Regions from separate parts of the Ovis aries genome. Here region 1 is linked to region 2. The links are chromatin contacts, called in public Hi-C maps. All regions are on one chromosome and are shown on one strand. The core of a region is the stretch at or near the end of the contact, and the rest is flanking DNA. Distances in the headings are between cores, read along the strand shown. Region 1 overlaps PALM2AKAP2 (PALM2 and AKAP2 fusion). Region 2 overlaps PALM2AKAP2 (PALM2 and AKAP2 fusion).

Region 1 (2,918 bases), core at 244-2,743, 210 kb before region 2:
TCTCAGCAATATCTTGAGCCCAGAGTTCTCCCATATATTAGGGGTTCCTCTTCCCATATGAATGACTGGGCAGGGATTATTACAAGATGCAGTGAAAAGAGTATGTTCTTGAGCATTGACTGACCTTGGTCTGAGCCTCAGCTCTGCACTTGGTTTATGGCATGGGACTTTGGGCAAGCTGCTTAACTCATCTGTAAAGCAGGGATCAATAATAGGCATCTCCTTTGGCTTTTGTGAGGTTTCACTTAGTTAGTGCACATGAAGTGTCTAGTCTATGCCTAGCACATCACGGGTCCCAGCTCCTGTTAGTGTCCTTTTGTCTTTCTCCTCTTACAGTTCAGAGCTTGTCCTTCTGTGGATTTTGTTTCTCTCTAGCCAGTAGCAGAACCTTAATGGGAGGGATGTGATTGGAACAGTAGGGCTCTTTCATTATAAAGTCAATTGGGCCATCTCCTCATTTTAACCTTACTGCCTCATCATAGATCCTGCTGGTCTCTCCCCATACATGTACAGTGCCACTGGCTGACTTGGAGATCCAAGGATGCACGTGACCAATTCACTCTGGGAGGAACTCCCTGTCCAGGGGGATCCCAGCCAAACTCTTACCCTGGTCCAGAGGAGAGAACGTGGGGGAGAAGGGTGCATGGGGGTGCAAGCCTGCACTCAATGCCACGGGTACCCAGGAGCTCCTTTGTGCAAGTCCTTAGGATGAGTGCTGGGGTTCCTAAGATAACAGTGGACTGGCGTTTGCACTTGGAATTTCATAGTCGTGCTTGACCTCGTGAGCCAGGTATCGCTCCTGGCTCTGGTTGTTGAGTGATCAGATGTACAGATGAGAGCTGCTCCTTAAGCAAAGGGCTAAGGACCCCCATGTGCTGGAGAGTATGCTGAGCCAGCCTCAGCCTCAGGGTGGGGACTCTGGGAGAATACCCTGCAGGGCCTTACTGCTGCTTTCCAAAAGTGGGAAGAGCCAGGGGCCTCAGGGTCCATGTCAACGCAGTGACGGGCCTTCAGGGTAGGGAGGACATGGGTTTTGGGAAGGGCTGGCTGTATTGGACCATAGGGTCACTGTTTAGGTTGTTCATCACTCGACTTTGGGGATACCTACCATAGCCCACTGATGATGTCAGTGGGCTTATGTGACGTGACTCCTATAAAAATGAGATGATTCAAAGACTCCCAGCCACTGCCTCCTGAAGGCTGGAACCTCAGGATCTTCTTAGCCAGAATTTCTCCCTGTTATAGAGCAGCTAACAAGGTAGGTTCACAGGCTTTGGATGGAGACTTCTGCATATACCACTAAGGGCAAGCACACTGTTCCTTGGAGAGCAAAGGAACAAAGCATTGAGAGTAATGGACATTTTAATGTTAATATGCTGAGCTTTCTGTTCTCAAGTACACAGCAGCAATTTCCTCCCAGATAGATATTCTCACACTACTCAGTTGATGGAATATGACTTTACCCGCCACTAGATGGCGCCCCATGTGCGTATAAGCCTCTCCTACATTAAGACCTTGAGTTAGTTGTGATGCAAAGAGCCGACTCATTGGAACAGACCCTGATGCTGGGAAGGTTTGAAGACAAACGGAGATGAGGGCGGCAGTGGATGAGATGGTTAGATAGCATCACTGGCTCAATGGACATGAATCTGAGCAAACTCCGGGAGACAGTGAAGGACAGGGAAGGCTGGTGTGCAGCAGTCCAGCGGGTCTCAGAGAGCTGGACATGACATTAATTCCCAAACACACTACCTCAGTTGGTGGAATATGACTTCACCCGCCACTAGACGGCGCCCCATGTGCTTATAAGCCTCTCCTACGTTGAGAACTTGAGTTATATTTTCCAGAGTTTTAAAAACATGTACACACACACACACACGAATTTTAACACAATTATCAATTATTTAATTTTCCTTTTAGCATTCAAATGATGGGTTTATTCACATTCTCTGGAAATTTGGTTTAATGTAAAGAATCTATGGGTATTCTTGAATGCTATGGACCACAAATCATGATTCAGAGGATGCATTGAATTTATTCCATTAAATAGTAGTTTTGGTCTGTCTTGTAAAGTAGTGCATGTGGTGTTTAACATAATAGTATTTAAATTCAATTTTTTTAAGACACCAGAGGAGAAAGTGAGAACACAAATTAAATAATACTTACTCGATGGCAGGCAATGTTCTAAGATGTTTTAAATATTAACTCATTTAATTTTCAGAGCTTAGAAATAGCTCTTCCGTATACATCACTATGGGCTTCCCTTGTGGCTCAGCTGGTAAAGAATCCACCTGCAGTGTAGTTGACCTGAGTTCAGTCCCTGGGTTGGAAAGATCCCCTGGAGAAGGGAACAGCTGGCTGCGCACTCCAGTATTCTGGCCTCGAGAATTTCATGGGTCGCAAAGAATCGGACATGATTGAGCGACTTTCACACTTTCCGCTATACATCATTATAACCGTCTGATAGACGAGGAAATGGAGACTAAGATAAGTAGGAGATTCCCCATTGTTTTAGCCAGTAAATGTCAGACTAATCTGATTCCTCCTGATCTGGGCTCCTTTACGGTACTTTCTGGGCTTCCTTGGAGACTCAGATGGTAAAGAATCTGGCTGCAGTGTGGAAGACCTGGGTTCAGTCCCTGGGTTGGGAAAATCCTGGAGAAGGGCATGGCAACGCACTCCAGTATTCTTGCCTAGAGAATTCCATGGACAGAGGAGCCTGGCAGGCTACAGTCCTGGGGCCACAAAGAGTTGGACACAACTGAGTGACTCCATGGTGCATTCTCCTGCTTCCCCCTGGTCCAGACAATCAGGAGAGGCTTCACAGAAGCCAGGTGGTGGCATGAGAGGTATCTGAATTCTGACAGAACAGTCCCTAACTGCTGTGAGAGGACTTTGTAACCTGTAAGACCTTACAC
Region 2 (3,250 bases), core at 562-3,061:
CTGAGGCAGTGCTGAGAACCAGTCATTAACGAAGCATGAGCCTTAGTGTGTGGTGCTAAGGGTCTGCTTCTCTGGTGAAAGAGCGAGGGATGTATGTGAGGCAGTTGTGTCTCCCCAAGGCACACGTGGATCTTTTCTCTTTTCCTTCGTGGCAGAAGATACTAGTTAGCCCTGAGAAAGGGGAAACCACTCCCCCCAGACATCCCATGAACTTAGCACTCATCCCTGTCTTCAAATTCTGTCCCATTTCAACATGGGATATAATGTAACCACTGAAAATATATCAGACCCTGACCCTTAAACGACACAGAAAGTGCTTGTGAGATAATGTGAAGTGAAAAAAAAATTTGGCTACAAGACTGCCTATAGTGTGGTCTCAACTCTATGAAATACCTATTTCTAAAAAGGAGACTGCATGCTTAGCTCCCTTTCTCTCAGTGGAGGGAAGATGAATGACTTTTGTTTTCCAAATTTTCTGCAGTGAGCATTTATTTTTTTATACACACATATGTAGACCCTAAAGCGAAGCTGCTCAGTCTTCCGACTCTTTGTGACCCCGTGGACTGTAGCCTACGAGGTTCCTCCATCCATGGAATTTCCCAGGCAAGAATATCAGAGTGGGTTGCCATTTCCTTCTCAAACACACATATATAAGCTGTCCTAAGAGGTTCCTTTAACTGGATGCAGTCTGTTTAACCTGGATCTTCAGAATCTGTGAGGTTTTTGTTTTTTTTTTTTTCGCTTTGCCGCCTTGAACATCACTGAGATATTCATTCCCTGGCTGCCCAAGGCCCATCTCTAACTTGCCAAGAAGACAGCCCCAACTGGCTCCTTTGAGCATCACTAGCCTCCCACCTTCCCACTCAGCCCTGGACGTAGGGAGTGGACGAGCGAGGCCTCTGGCTGACTGGCTGCTGCCCTCTAGGCTCGGGGCCTGTAGGGAGGGGCCAGGCCTCTTTGAAGGGGGTTAAAGTTCTTCGTTGTGTGAATGGCCTTTGAAGGAGCAGAGGGAGGGCCAGCCGTGACCTCACAGTCTTCTGTCAGGAGACTCAGAAGGAATTTGTCCAGCTTGAGCCAGGGCGCAGGAAACCGCCTGGAAAAAGAGGCAGTTCTGAGCGGGGACGTGTGAAGCGGGCACTCTGGGCAGGGTAAGCCGAGTCTGCTGACCTAACTTACTGTCCTTTGCTTTCTGATCTGCAAGGAGAGGGTTCCCTCGTGAGGCCAGAGTCTCTATGGAGGAGGAACTCAGGGCGGGGACTGTGGCGCTGTGCTGTGGACGCCTTTCCTGCTGGAGGGAGAGTGGGCAGCTGGGCTTGGACAGGAGACTTGCTTCTTTTCTTACTAATCTTGTCAGACTCCCGGCTTTCTGAGCAGGAGCTCCGAGCCACACATACAGCGCGGGCAAAGGCACCCACCCCCTCTTTGCCAGATAGTGCTTTGAAGATGGTACATGAGTGTGTGCATGTGTGTGCCTGAGTGTGTGTGTGTGTCCCCCTTTCCACATCAGAACCAAGTGGCCCACCAGTCCTGGTGACTGTTTCTCTTATTTAATCTACAAGCCCACGTTGCAGAATGTGCCACATTCATAGAGTGACTTGAGCCTTCGCAGGGGAACATGTATGCCCATCTGCTGTGGGACCCAGGGCTATGGGGAGAAAACTGCATCAGCTGTCTTCCTAAGTACAGGACTCATCTGTGGACAAAGAGTTAATCTCGAAAGCCTCTGGCACCGTTTTCTCCTGGCTCTGTGTTCACACAGTGGATTTTCTGCTGGGTCCACGGTGGAGCCCAGCTTTTGCTCTCTGCCATTACTGGTTGGCCAGGCCTGAATCCAAGATCCCGAACTATTTTAAAACTAAGAAGGACACAGCTAAGTTATACAGGACTGAAGCCAGGGACTTGCTTTCAGCAGAATCAGTTACCCTAGAAATTTCAGGCTGCAGGAGCCAAAGTTCCCTCTGTGGCCTTGACCTTGGTTTATTCTGGAGGTGGGGGACTGTTCTATGAGATAGTTTCATAGTGAAAAGGGTCTTCTGCAGGAAGAACATCTGAGGACTCCTTGATAAAGAGCTTGGAGTGTATCCCATCAAGGAAGAAGCGAAACTTGCCTTTCTTGGAGCTGAAATAAGGCATTTGCCTCATTCAGGGGAAATCTCCCAGTGCTTCGCAATCCCTTTGGTAGGGAATGGGTCTCCAAAGAAAATAAGCCTTTCACCAGCGGCTGCAGAAGAGGCAACAGCTTCTTTCCTCGCCTCCTCCCATCACACCCCCTTCACACACACACTCTTTCGTTTCTTTCAGAGAGAGCCCAAGCTGTAAATGTGTTCATCAAACCACACCTTGACATCTTCCAGATGTGCAGCCTGACATCTGAGCCACTGACTTTTCAGCAGGGTGAAGGGGATGCTATTAATAGGGCAGGCTGCAGTGGTGGGAGACTCCCTTTACATTACAAAGGGACCGCTTCTTTATCAGGATTGTCCTCGAGTCAAGACACAGCCCGGCCTTGTTTCCAATGGAAGGGGCTTCCAGAAGTGTTTTCATGCCGTCGTCTGCAAGCCTGGACCTGAGACCTGAGCCAGAGAGAATAGCAGGAGGGTGACTGCTAGGTTGACCAAGACCAGAGAAGCTCTCAGAAAGAAAAGCTGAGCCTGTAGGAACAGAAAGCTCTTTTTCGGACTGTCAGAGTCACATTTAGCCATAATGGCTTCATGGCAGGAGGTCAGTGGGGGGATGGGGGTTAGGGGAGGAAACCCCAGAGGCAGAGTTAGTGTTAGCCCCCTCTATTAGAGGTCATGTCCTTATCCCCGAGCCCATCCAGTCTAAATTTAGCTGTAAGTACCCTGGAATGCCGGGGGTCTGAGATCTGCCTCTTGTCAGCCAGGAGCTGGGTCTCTGGCCTCCTTGGGGAGTGGCCCGCCTCCTGGCTTCCCACGGCCAACACCAGCCTTTGCTGTTACAGGCCGGAAGACGCTCTGCTGGGGTGGGGTGGGGGGAGAGGAAGTTCTGCCTGGGACTGGAATGCGGTCCAGGTTAACTCCAGGGTCGTTCCCCTCCACTTCCTGGCCCAGAAGCCTGGAGCCCAACCCAGGAAGCAAGCCATCCTCGGACATTCCCACTCTCCGTACCTTCACAGGGGTGGGTGGAAGGGGCCACTCAGAGTCCCAGCGGCTTCTCTAGTGGGGGTGGGGGTGGGGGTGGGAGAGGAGGTGCAGGCCAGCTACTGAGGAACCCTGGTGCTTCCAGCTTC

What was found. A called contact is a pair of places that touch in the nucleus more often than the background predicts.
Region 1: a Hi-C map of hypothalamus shows a contact between it and region 2, with 5 times the contacts expected there. The contact joins two enhancer-like sites. A contact is called at or near these places in 3 of 16 Hi-C or Micro-C datasets (hypothalamus, muscle and tail adipose tissue).

Annotation. Positions count from the first base shown.
Region 1 is chr2:13,423,671-13,426,588 of ARS-UI_Ramb_v3.0, reverse strand. The region is part of intron 4 of PALM2AKAP2 (PALM2 and AKAP2 fusion); the gene reads left to right. Among named protein-coding and RNA genes, the nearest start is that of PALM2AKAP2, 260 kb to the left of the region's middle. Within about 2 kb of position 1,493, at least 9 of the 54 cell types and tissues checked have an H3K27ac peak or open chromatin away from gene starts, as enhancers often do. A contact at or near this core is called in hypothalamus, where this site is marked.
Region 2 is chr2:13,209,777-13,213,026 of ARS-UI_Ramb_v3.0, reverse strand. The region is part of intron 7 of PALM2AKAP2 (PALM2 and AKAP2 fusion); the gene reads left to right. Among named protein-coding and RNA genes, the nearest start is that of C2H9orf152, 69 kb to the right of the region's middle. Within about 2 kb of position 1,811, at least 27 of the 54 cell types and tissues checked have an H3K27ac peak or open chromatin away from gene starts, as enhancers often do. A contact at or near this core is called in hypothalamus, where this site is marked.